Regions from separate parts of the Sus scrofa genome. Here regions 1 and 3 are each linked to region 2. Evidence: chromatin contacts called from public Hi-C data. All regions are on one chromosome and are shown on one strand. Each heading gives the region's core, a stretch centred on a gene start, on an enhancer-like site or on the middle of the called end of the contact. The rest is flanking DNA. Distances are from core to core; before and after follow the strand shown.

Evidence for each region. A called contact is a pair of places that touch in the nucleus more often than the background predicts.
Region 1: a Hi-C map of liver shows a contact between it and region 2, with 3 times the contacts expected there. The contact joins the promoter of NDUFS5 here to the promoter of MYCBP in region 2. A contact is called at or near these places in 1 of 5 promoter capture datasets (liver), 7 of 47 Hi-C or Micro-C datasets (embryonic fibroblasts, fetal heart ventricle, fetal skeletal muscle and 3 more) and 1 of 2 datasets of contacts at active chromatin or transcription factors (alveolar macrophages).
Region 3: a contact with region 2 is called in a Hi-C map of liver, with 4 times the contacts expected there. The contact joins the promoter of AKIRIN1 here to the promoter of MYCBP in region 2. A contact is called at or near these places in 11 of 47 Hi-C or Micro-C datasets (alveolar macrophages, blood, embryonic fibroblasts and 6 more) and 1 of 2 datasets of contacts at active chromatin or transcription factors (alveolar macrophages).

The regions. Positions count from the first base shown.
Region 1 is chr6:94,910,616-94,915,113 of Sscrofa11.1, reverse strand. NDUFS5 (NADH:ubiquinone oxidoreductase subunit S5) reads right to left here and starts at 1,708. Exons shown (of 3, transcript NM_001244988.1): 1 at 1,632-1,708.
Region 2 is chr6:94,811,800-94,815,936 of Sscrofa11.1, reverse strand. MYCBP (MYC binding protein) reads left to right here and starts at 1,604. Exons shown (of 5, transcript NM_001244917.1): 1 at 1,604-1,686; 2 at 1,881-1,953. The coding sequence starts at 1,672. It overlaps GJA9 (gap junction alpha-9 protein), which reads left to right. Exons shown (of 1, transcript XM_021095982.1): 1 at 1-832. The coding sequence ends at 337.
Region 3 is chr6:94,888,709-94,892,925 of Sscrofa11.1, reverse strand. It overlaps AKIRIN1 (akirin 1), which reads right to left and starts at 1,517. Exons shown (of 6, transcript NM_001128455.1): 1 at 1,344-1,517; 2 at 1,241-1,341. The coding sequence starts at 1,462.

The DNA.
Region 1 (4,498 bases), core at 459-2,958, 99 kb before region 2:
TTGCAGGTTCGATCCCTGGTCTCACTCAGTGGGTTAAGAATCCGGTGTGGCCGTGAGCTGTGGTGTAGGTCGCAGATGTGGCTCGGATCTGGTGTTGCTGTGGCTCTGGTGGAGGCTGACAGCTGCAGCTCTGATTATACCCCTGACCTGGGAACCTCCATATGCCGAAGGAGTGGCCAAGAAATGGCAAAAAGACAAAAAATAAATAATAAATAAACAAAAAGCACAAGAACATTTACATTTTTCATCCTTATCAACTTAGATGACACTTCTGAGATGCCATCCTGAAACAGTGTGTCCCTCCTGTGTTAATACAACATTCTTGACTTCTCATAGTACTTTGTATGCCCCTGTAATGGACTATTCACTTGAATATCTTCCCTACTGAACAACAATAAGTGCCTTGCAGTTAGGGACCAGGTAGGAGTTCAGTAAAAATTGTTGAAGAAAAAAAAAAAATTCAGGAGTTCCCATCATGGCTCAGCGATTAACGAATCCGACTAGGAACCATGAGGTTGTGGGTTCGATCCCTGCCCTTGCTCAGTGGGATGGGGATCTGGTGTTGCCATGAGCTGTGGTGTAGATCGCAGACACAGCTCGGATACCGTGTTGCTGTAACTCTGGCGTAGGCCAGCAGCAACAGCTCCGATTAGACCCTTAGCCTGGGAATCATATGCTGTGGATGCGATCCTAGAAAAGATTAAAAAAAAAAAAAATCAAACAACTTAAAAATGCAACAATAGAGAAATGGATAATTAAATCTACTACCCATTTATTAGAATGTAGGGGAAGAGAGAAGAATAATATACATGGAACATACACTTTAATGTTAAATGAAAAAAAAAAAGGTGGAGGAATACAATAATGCCAAGAAAAATCGCAAAAGAAGACCGGAAGGAAGCACAAAAAAGTTCAACAGCTATGTATGAGTGGTAGATTTACAGGTGAATTTAATTTTAAAATTTTCTATCCACTCTTTCAGTCATTTACTGGGTAATGACGTTCCAGACACAGGATGGGGTGGGGGATCGGTTGCAACTTAAGCACTAGGATGGGGACATACACAGGGAGTTTGGAAGCCAATGGAAGGTACACAAGAAGTAAGAACTCCAAGGAGGAAACACCAATTCTGCCCATGAGACTTGAAAATGCATTTAAGATGGGCTGCGTTTGCCAAGTGAAGGGCTGTGAGCAGAGCATTTCAGTTGGGCACACACGACACGAGTTACAGCTGGCGGTGCTTGGTATGTTTGGGGGACACAGGACACCCTGACGCGGCTGGAGCGCAGAGTGCAAGTCGGGAAGAAGGACGAAAGGAGCTGAAGAAGCTGGTGGGGCCCAAATTCCACACGGCCATGTAAACCTGGACAAAGACCGCGGACTTCAGGTTAAGAAACAGAAAGCCATAGCATGAGTCCAGCAGAAGCTAAGTCAACCTGGAAAGAGAGGCACGGACTGCAGGATTCAGTGACATTGGCTGTATGGACCATGAGGCCTAGAAAAGCAGAAAGCACGCCCGGGGTTGGAGCCAGGGAGAAGAGACACCCAGCAAGTCAAGAGGAAATCTGTTAAAGAAATCTCGAAGGAAGCGCCTTAGGTCCAATCGCCCTACGGACCTAGGCAGCCCCTACCTTCTGGACGCGATGTCCTTGTGTCTTCGCCGGGCGCTGCTACTTAACAGGAAGAACCTCAGGCCTGCCGCAAAGGAGGCCCGCAGCGCGACGTTTGCAGCGCGACACCAAGAGCCAACCTTCCGCCTTCGCTCCCCGGAAACCATAGAAACCAACCCATCTGTCTCCCTGCGCGACCGTCTGCACTGGGCCCTCGAGATTGCAGAGCAGCGATACTAACCTGGGCAGACGTTTGGGAGTCACCTTAGGAGTTGGTGTTTTTTTTTTTTTTTGGTCTTTTTGTTGTTGTTGTTGTTGTTGTTGTTGCTATTTCTTGGGCCGCTCCCGCGGCATATGGAGGCTCCCAGGCTAGGGGTCCAATCGGAGCTGCAGCCACCGGTCTACGCCAGAGCCACAGCAACGCGGGACCGAGCCGCATCTGCAACCTACACCACAGCTCACGGCAACGCCGGATCGTTAACCCACTGAGCAAGGGCAGTGACTGAACCCGCAACCTCATGGTTCCTAGTCGGATTCGTTAACCACTGCGCCATGACGGGAACCCAGGAGTTGGTGGTTTTCTGCTTCCTCCTCGCACTATGACTCTCACGATTGGTGAGGGTCTTGACCAAGGAAGGCCGCGAGAGAAAAAAACAGCTACCCCCATTCCCCTCCAGTAGTAAGTAGTTAAGCTGAAGTGTGGACCTACTCAGAGTGGGTTCCAATTCTGGCCCCGCCTCTGTCACGCTGGTAAAGATTCTTAACCTCGCTATGCCTCGGTTTCATCTTATGATAAAAATATCTTAAAAGATAATGATAGTGTGTACAGCATAGGGTTGATTTGGGGATTAAATAATTTAAAAGGATTAAATAATTTAAAGGCAGTTTGTGACACCAGTTTTTGGGAAGCACTTTAAGGTAATCGCAGTTCTTTTACGTCTCAGCTTTTAAAATTTGTGGGGAGTTCCTGTTGTGTCTCAGCGGATTACGACCCGGGTTAGTATCCATGAGGATACGGGTTCAAATCCCTGGCTTCCCTCAGTGGGTTAAGGATCTGGCGTTGCCACAAGCTGCTGCCTATGTTGCCGATGCCGTTAGAATCTGGCGTGGCTGTGGCTGTCACGGATTGAGACTGTGCCCTTCCTTTGTTTCAGACCCTCCCAAGACTCCTTTTGATTATAGCAGTGGCTCAGAGGTTGGGTGTGTGGGGCCAAGAAGGGGGTGGGGGAAGTTGGGGGGGTGGTGGGAAGAGAATACTAGAATATGTCTAATTTTTGTCTTTTTTGGTTTCTTTTTGTGTGTACATGTTTACAAACTATTACTTGTAAATAAATATTTATTTACTGGGGTTTGGGCTGAAAACTTATTTTTAAGTGATGTGCTGTCAAGACTGTATAGAGAATTCCAGTGTTCCAGCCTTCCCAGCCTCATTGTCCAAAATCCCCTGCCTAATGCCCCAGCCCAGAGTTTGCTGTTCCATTGTATTCCAGGAAAAGTCCTTCCATCTAGTCTCTTTGATTTTTTTGTTTGTTTTTTTTACCTCCTTTCCCCTGGGATGACACTTACTCCCCCATCCTCCATCTCCATTTTTTTTTTTTTTTTTTTCCCTCTTTAGGGCTGTACCCGAGGCACATGGAGGGTCCCAGGCTAGGGGTCCAATGGGAGCTGTCGCTGCCAGCCTACATCACAGCCACAGCAACACAGGATCTGAGCCATGTCTTCGACCTACACCACCACTCACTGCAACGCTGGATCCTTAATCCACTGAGCAAGGCCAGGGATGGAACCCACAACCTCATGATTCCTGGGCAGATTTGTTTCCACTGCGCCATGATGGGAACTCCCCCCCATCTCCATTTTTGCATGCCAGATTCCTGCTCTGCTTTAGGACTTTTGCGTATCTCCAAAATGCTGAGGGTGCGGCCCTTACAAAAAAGAAAAGGTCGAAAGTCTTGGGTTTGGCATTCAGGACCCTTCAGGATCTGATTTCCTCACACCTCGTTTCTCACCAACCTGCACTCAACCTCCTGGTGTTCTCAGCCACCCAGAATTGCTCTCATGCTTCCAAACTCTGTAGAAGCCTTTTCTTCTCTGCCTGTACTGATCCCATCTACTTGCTACCTTCCCACGGTCTCCCAGGCGAATGCTTAATCCGTCCGCATCTTTTATGGCAGTTTTTGGTGAAAGGTTCCCGAATTCCTGAGCATTTACTAGGCCTCTGTTGAGATCCCAGCAGTCCTGTTATGTATCGATTCCTATCACAAAATTTGTTAACTGATGTCCGGCAACCCCCCTCCACTGTACCATGCCTAGGGCCCCGTGTCTGCGTGGGTGTGCAAGGATGTCGGTGACCTGTCTGCCTCGCCAGCAAACATCAGAAAACTACAATTCCCAGAACCTCAGCGGAACTGCGCCTGCACCATTGCTATGGTGACCACAGGCGCCCGCTAGGATTCTTGCGCTTTGCGTCATTCGTGATGCTACGTTGAGGGAGCGTAGGTACCTCCTCTCCGTCCGTCCTTTATCTTTTTCTTCCCTTGTCCTGCGGTTCTCTACTTCGTGAAAGTGTAGTTTCACAGCCGAATCAAATAATTTTATGGGCAGAGACGCAAGCCATTCACGTTCTTCCATTCTAGATTCGGGAAGCCTAGGCTCGGAGACCGGGTGGTACACGACTAGGCGTTCGTCGCTGCGTGGCGGCCATCTGTTCTCCCGCAACAAAGCCTTGTTCCCTTCTTCAAAGTTTGAAAGGGTGGCTCGATGTTAAACGAAGGCCCCCGTTCCCACTCCTCCGAAAATTAGCCTCAGCCGCTGCGTGAGGGCGGGCTGTGGCAGATCACAGGTAGTTTAACAACCCCCCCTCCCACCGCCCCGGGTCTCCATTCTCG
Region 2 (4,137 bases), core at 355-2,854:
CCAAACAGCTTTCTCTTTGCCTGCTAACTGCACCTGGAAACCAAAGTGGTTTTGTGCTACATGGGGTCCCTCTGCAGAAAATGAAAATCAGGCATTACCTCCTAAAGGTAACCTCAAGGGCCAGCTCAGAGAGAATCCAGTTAGAACCCTTCCTCCTTCACCGGGAGACTTCCAACCACCTGACATTCCAGACACTCCTGATTCTTTGGGAGTGTTGTCCTTTGAATCTGAGTTGGTCAGAACCTGTGACAACCCTGCTGCGAGTCCTCCACAACATTCTGTGTCACTGACAAACAATCTCATTAGTAGGCGGGCTCCCACCGACCTTCAAATCTGAATAGCTGTTGGCTTTTAGACAGTCTACATATTACATTATTACAGAAGTAGCCTAGTGACCGTGAAGCAGACAGAACAGATAAGGGCAGCTAGGAAGACCAGATGTTTAGCCAGACAACTGCAAACCCATTTAAAAAAGGGAAAATGGCTCTAATTCTGAACTGGGAAAGGAGTAGTTTCAAGTGCAAACACAGTTACCAAATTGGGATTACTTTTTCACGGGCTCTCTTCAAAATATGTGATAACTAATTTTGGGAAAAATCACATGTTCAGAATCGAAGCTAAATGGAACCAGGTTTTTCCTTGAAGGGAGCACAGCATTCAGAGACTGTCCTTGATCTATGTAATACCCTCTTTTAGTTATTCATCTTTTATTTCTGGATACCAGTTAAATCTTGCCCCTGGGACTGTAGTCTATAGTTTCCTTAGAGACTGCAACCTAATGTGTCTTGAATATAATCATAATGTTGCTATCTAGTAAATAAAAACTTAAAAAGATTGGTTGCTTTCTTTCACCAGTTTATAGCATCGTGATTCCATGCCAGGATCAGAGTCTTGGCTCTACAACTCACTGGTCATCTAACCTCGCCAGTTTACTAGCAGAACCTACCTTACAGGGAAGGTGTGAGGATTAAAATAAGAAACATAGGTGTTTAATGCACTGCGGGGCACACAGTAAACGCTCTAAAGCCTAGCTCTTATTAGCATATTAATGCTCATCCTCCGTAGGCCCACGTCCAGCGGGCACAAAACAAGGAAACTCCAAGCATAAAATCTGGAGCCGAAACATACGATTCTAAGCAGTCTTCAAGCCATTGGATACAAGGGTTGCCCTCGTCGGTCGCGTGCAATTTTTCTAGACGAGTCGACAAGCCAGCACAGATAGGCTGCCGCAGCACTTCCGAGGTTCCATTTGAGACAGGTCCGCCCACTCTCGGTGTCCAGAGACCCTCCTCTCAGGAACCAGTCCTAGAGCGCCAGGGCTCCGCAGGCCCCGCCCCCTGGCGCCACGCCTATCTTTAGCCCCACCTGGACTCCAGCTCTTTTCCAAAACCTAGCCTCCCGCTAAGCAACGGAATCTCTGGGAGACCGGAAGAGGAAGGAGAGGTGCTGCTTCATTAGCCAGAAGGGCGGGCGTACGCAGCCTCGTTCGGCTCAGCCCACCATGGGGCATTCAGAGCGTCCTGGTCGCCATGAAAACAGGCCACACCCCGGCGATCCCAGACCGTGCTTCGCAAGTGCGCAGGCGCATCCGCTCTTCCGCGCATGAGCAGTGCTGCTCCGAGCCCGCCAGCCACGGTCTCAGGCGCCAGCTACGCCGCTGCCGCTGTCACTATGGCCCATTACAAAGTGAGGGGGGCGCGGCGTGGCTGGGGGCGTGCGGGCGGTAGCCAGCCGCTGGTCGGCTCGGGTGGGAGTGGGGGTGCGCGCGCAGGTTTTGGGGGCTCGAGGTAGCGAGGCGGAGGCGGGGTTGCCGGACCCCCAGCGCCTTCTTCCTGCTCCGGCCCCCCGGCTTTGGCCACTGACCCGCCGTGTCTTCTCAGGCCGCCGACTCGAAACGCGAGCAGTTCCGGAGGTACTTGGAGAAGTCGGGGGTGCTGGACACGCTGACCAAGGGTGAGCATGGGCCAGGAGAGGGTTCCTCGTGCCCTAGTCGTGCTTCTCGGCGCTGCGTCCCTGTCGGGCCATGGCGTGGGGAAGGAGGGGAACAGGTGGGACCCGTCGAGGTCCGGAAAGGTGGGCCTCGGGGTTCAGCGGGGACCGACGCATGTCTGGCTGTAGGACGCCGCCCGGGTAGGGTAGCCGTGCTCACGCTACCACTCTCCCCGCGGGGAGTGAAACTCTTGCAGCTGTTGCAAAGTCCCTCCAACTTCCGTTGCTTTGCCTCGAGCAGCCGCAGTGAGCCTGTTTGCTAAAGACCTTGAGCGCCCAACTCCCCCCTGACAGTTTTTGCGGAGTCTTCAAAATCCTGTACAGAAGCACTTTTTGTCGAACAAAGGGCAGGTGGGAAAATAACGATTTGAAAGCAGGCTATAAAGTAGTTAAGTGCACCTAATACTCAAAAGTAGCGGTTTGGTTGTGGTTTTTCAAATCAACCCCATTTCGTAGTACATATAAATTCCTACTGTGTGCAGACTTCATAATTAAAGTAGAATTAGTTTAAAGAGCTCGAAAGCACATCAAAATGTTTATACTGTTTTCACTTTTTAAAATGGAAGCTGTTAAACTGTATCTCTTACTCTCGGGTTCATGATCCAAATAGATGAATAAGGTGCTTGAAACCAGACGGTTCCAAGAAATAGCGATTTCATTAGCTAAGCAGAAATGAGAATGCCTGTTATGGCTCCCTCAGCTTATTGGCTGGGCCTTTAAAGAGTGCAGGAGAGAAGATTTGGCAGGGATGATGATCTGGGTCCATATGAGAGGTAGAGTAACTATCTGGGAAATAATTTGATAACTGTTCTTTGGCTGGAAACAAAGGTTAAGGAAAAATTCTGGGAGAATAACAACTCTAGGTCTTCGGAGAAAGCAGGGCTTTTAATTCCCAAGGATGGGCTGGTAGTGTTGAATTGCTACCTACCTTAGGATCAGGTACCATTTTCCTACATCTTTGCAAATAAATTTCAGTAAACATAAAGGAACTACATGAAAGCACTGTGCTGTCATCCTGGGAAGTACCAGAGACTCTTGGAATTTCATCGACCTTCCCCTCTCCTCAATAAACTCCATAAGCTCATTTTTTTCATTTGTTTAACCATTTTATTCAGGTCTTTGTGTTAGGCACTGGGGATACAACAGTGGGAAAACAATAAGTCCCTGCTCTCAATGAGCTTATTTCCTAGCTGGGGGAGACAGATAACACTTAGCGTCAGCCAGTAGCACGTTATGAACAAAAATTAGCAAGGGGGATAAAGAGGGATGAATGCGCCTTTTTTATATAGAGGGGCAGGAAGAAGGCCTATCTTTAACAGTTGAGCAGGGACTTGAATGTAGCGTGATGTCAAGAGTTTTAGGAAGTGTATGGAGGCCAGAATGGCTGGATAGAGTGAATGGCACTGGTAAAGGGCAGAGAAGTGACTGTTTCCGGAGGTAAATGAAGATATTTAGATATTTGTGGCCATACAAGGATTTTCCTGCGTGAGAGATTAGAAACCACTGGAGTCTTCTTTTGCCTTGCTGACATCTATTGTATTCCCTCAACCTCCCTAGATTTCCAGTCTCCTAAATAATATCAGACAGAAGAGTATCTATTAATATGAGCTTTTTAAAGCCTGATTCTGTGTACTTCATACAGATTTAATTTATAATCCAGCTTATTTCCAAGACAATTTGGAACTACTAACATTAAAACGATCAGGAAGTGTTCCTGTTGTGGTGCAGTGGAAACAAATCCGACTAGTAACCATGAGGTTGCAGGTTGGATCTCTGGCCTCGCTCAGTGGGTTAAGGATCTGGCGTTGCTGTGGGCTGTGGTGTAGGTCACAGACGCCGCTCGGATTCAGCGTTGCTGTGGTGTAGGCCAGCAGCTGTAGCTCCGATTGGACCCCTAGCCTGGGAACCTCCATATGCGGTTTGTTGCGGCCCTAAAAAGCAAAAAAACAAAAAACAAACAAAAAAACTGATAAGGAGGTGTAAAGATAAAGATTTAAGTCATTTGGAAGAAGAGGCATTTTAGTTATTTTGAGCACTATATCAGCCTCTGAAAATCCTGGCTGCTAAGGCAAAAAGGGAAACACTGGGTAGAGAGTTCTTGTCTGTTTAAAAGGAAGTATATTTCGTCTACAGAAAAGCACAGGAAAC
Region 3 (4,217 bases), core at 268-2,767, 77 kb before region 2:
AAGCCAAGGATACAGGCACAGCCAAGTGGATAAGGGGGAAAAAAGTAAAGGCATGATTTGGAAAAAAAAAAAAAATGTATAAAAGACTGACTAGGTAAGAAATGGTTATAGTTGATAGAACCTTTGAATGTCAGGATAAAGAGGAGGTACACATGAGTAAGAATACACGCCTCGGAAAGAGCCTTGCTGGCAAATGCAGGGATCTGGCGTGAGAGGATGAGGGCCAGATATCTGCATTGTGAATATGCAAAGGGAGGAGGAAATAATGGCTAAAGACACTGGTAACTGAAATGGGTTAAGAATGATTTTAAGGCAGTCCCAAGGTTTTGCTAACGCTAGAGAAAGTACGCAAAAAAGAAATGACTTTGCCAAAGTCCAGTTTTGAGCACCCCCCCATTTCCGGGAACCCTTTCGAAAACTGCTAAATATTCATTCTGATGCACTTTCCCCTCTACTCCTGCACAATAGTTAGAGTTTTTTTTTCCTTCTTCTTCTTCTTTTTTACTTTACTGGGACACCTGGTCTCCCCTTTCCTCGGCCATTGTGGAATCCCTTATTGAAGGAGAGAATCTCTCTGTTCCGGATAGTTAAATTCTTGCTTCCGGAACCTTAGTATGTTTAAGGATTCTCAAATTCTAGCTAACGACCTACAGATCTCAAGCCACATATAGTACAAGACAATAGCCATACAATAAAAGAACGTGGCCAGTCTCTTAGAAACAGGTTGAAATCGGATTCCGCGACTTCGGCGGCGGCCTGTGGTCCCTAAAGACTTCTGGTTCTCCCTGCAAGCGACCCAACAGCGCTGCACAGCACGCACTCAGGCCCCTTCCCCGTAACCCGCCGCCAACCCCCACACCCTCAAGGCCGGGTTCGTGAGCAGAATCCAATTTTCCACGGCCCACTGGATCTGCAGGGCGTCTCAGTGCAGGAGCGGAGGCAGGAGGGGCTTCGGGGACCGGCAGGCCCCCAGCGGTCGGGGTTACTCCCATCTTCCTCCTGCTGCCCACCCCTCTAGGCTCTACAGCTCCAGGAAAACCGAAAACTGACACTGTGGCCCCACTACCCCTCCCGGCTGTCTCCCATCCCCGGAAGCGACCAGGCCCAGGGGCACCCCAGTTCCCTTTTCTCAGGGCAAAGAAGGGGTCCGCGAGTGAATTAGCCTAGCGTCCATGACCTTCCTCCCCATCCCCCCAAATGCCTGGGCCTGGCTTCCTGCCAAACCCGCAGCGTAGGTTACCCGGGGTTGGAAGGCGCCGCTCGCTGCCGGGAGGGGCGGGCTGCTGCAGAGTCGGCAGCGGGGTCTGGGTCTGAAGCAGCGGCGGCGGTGGTTCGGCGTCCGGGGCCTGAGGCCCGGAGTGGGGCCGGGGAGAGGGGCGCAGCGCCGACGCTTCGGGGAGCCGGGGCTCAGCAGCGCCGCTTCGAACTCCATGGGCCGCTTCAACGTCGCCCCGCACGCCATGCCGCGGAGGGACCAGGAACCGGGAGCGGACGCGGCTGTAACTGCGGCCCAACCTCCGGCTCCTCAGCGGAGCTTGCAAGCCTAGCCGGCTCCAATGGCGCCTCCAGCACCCGGCAGCCGTGATGGCCCCGCCTCCTGTGACGTCACAGGCCTTCGCCACCACTCAGCGGAGGGGGGGAAGCCGGACGAGGGCCGCTCTGGGAAGCCAGTCAGCAAGGTTCCGGCCCTCGGTGCCCCCTGCTGAGGAAATGGAACGGCCTGGGCGGAGAGATTGGTCACCAAGCAACCTCGGGAAGGCCCCCACCCCCGCCTCTGCCGCTCCGGTGGTCCCATCCTCCCCCCACCTTCCTGAGCTCTAGAGCCGAATGGCCCCTTAGGTTTTCGCACCTGCGCGCACTGGCCTGGGGGGAGGGGAGAGATGGGAGGAGCCTCTCGTGAGGCGGTGGGGGTAGGTGTCTCCCGGTCCAATAACTTCCTTACATCCAGGCCGCTCTTGTCCTCGTGATAAGAGGAAAGGTGATTCGGAAAGGTCTGCAAGGGCATTTTACCAAGTCCGGAAAGTCTTCACCAGAACTGAGGATCTGAGGATGGAGTGGGAAATCCACCAACCCCATGGAAATATGTGCAAATTGTGTGTGTGTGTGTGTGTGTGTGTGTGTGTGTGTGAATGTATTTGGGGGTAGACGACCCATGTCTTTATTAGCTCATCAAAGTGGTCTGTTACTCAAAATAGTTAAACAGAAAATCTTCTGGCTTAAATCATCCAAGAATGATGCCAGAGTTAAGAACTTCAGCTGGTAGCTGAATTACCAGTCTCTCCATCTGACCCGGCAGCCCAGGTGCTCAGGTCTATCTGAATTCTTTACAGCACTGCTAGCTGTAAAGTGCTTTTGATATTCTGGAAAGATAAATAGGTAACAGGAGGATTTTGCTTTCAGGGGCTCTATGTGCCTGTATATTACTGGGAATCAGGTCAAATGCTTTGAAGAGATCATCAAAGGGATCCGTCCTCCAAAAAAAAACTAAAACCTTTATATAACTATTCTTATATATTAAATAATGGCCATGACTCCTGGGATCTGTCTACCTAAACTTATCTCTGGGATTTTCCAAAACAGTCCAAATTTCAGATACTCTCTTCTAATAGACCTCATGCCAGATAGGTGGGTGCCCCAATATTTGAGTTGGAGAATGTTCCATTCTTTGTCCCTCTTCTGTTGCTTTTCTCTGTCCTCCAATTTCTCCAAATTTTATTAAGGTCCAAACATAGATTAAGTTTTTGCATTTATCTTTGAAAAGTAGCAGAAATAATTCTAAAATGATTGAGAATACCAAATGTTAAGTTTATTTTATACCAATTCTTTTCTACAAGGACATAAAGAAGGTTTACAATAGGCTAAAAAACTAGAACTAGAACATCAGGGCCAAAGAAAAGGAGACCACTTCTGGGGTTAAACATGCCTGAATTTGAAATTTAATTCTCGGTTTCCTGGCTGCCAAGGCAAAAATGAAAACACAGTACATGTTGAGTAGATCTTGTCATCTAAAAGGAATCAATTCATCAGAGGAGACAGACCATAGTTGTCTTTTTCATAACACTACATTCTAAAGGTACTTTCTCATGTGACTTTATTAGAAACCAATGAATGATGTAATAAAGTAATTAGGAAGGTTTGAACAAATGCAAACGCACTGTTTAAATGGACATTTCTTGTTATGTCCAATAAAAGCCAAGGACGTAAGAGCAACCTAGGGATGGTTATTTTATAAGGGGCTTGTCTAATATGGCCCAAGCAAATTGCTTTCTTGTGGTTTAAAATGGCCCAAAGTTAGAGTTTAGAAGGTTTGAAAAGTGTGTCCCTGGGTCATCATTCTAAATAGCACTTCTTCTAGCCAGGGTTTTACTAAGTGCTTTGATAGTCACTGTCTTCTCCGTGATCCCTTTTTTTTTTTTTTTTTTTTTCCTTTTTAGCGCCACACCTGCAGCATAGAGGTTCCCAGGTTAGGGGTCCAATCGGAAATACAGCCTACACCATAGCCATAGCCAGATCCAAGCTTCGTCTGCAACCTATACCACAGCTCTGGCAATGCCAGATCCTCAACACACTGAGCGAGGCCAGGAATTGAACTAGTATCATGGATACTAGTCAGGTTTGTTAACCACTGAGTCACGACAGAAACTCCTCTGTGATCCTTTAAACTTTGATCATGAGTTATAATATTGGTGTTTTAAAACAGGAAGTTATAATTCGTTTATATATTTGACTGTACTTCAAAACTGTAAATTCCTTGAGAATAACCAGGCCTCATTAATTTATGTTTCCCCATCCTGGGCACAGTGTTTGAATACATTAGGGGTAGGCACAGAATAAATATTGGTCAAGTGAATAAATGGTCATTATTTCAGTCCCTGGAAGCTGATAGTCCACATTGCTGAATGAGGGTGGATTCAGATGATTCAGAAACCAAACAAGTAGGTGGTATATCTTATTATAAGCTGCAGTTGACAGTGGCCCAACCACAGACAAGTACTTGAGGGAAGCAGATGAGCTGTTCTGACTGCTGCGTAGTATGATGTCTCCTTATGAGGTCACCACAGTCCAGGTCTGCTTTGCTTTGCCTATGCAGACATTTGATCCGTCACACATGTACACATACATTACGAATTGCCTTCTATGTACTAGGCACTGTGGTATGTATCATGGTTGAAGATACTATGGTACAAAAAGAAGTACAGGAGTTCCCATTGTGGCTC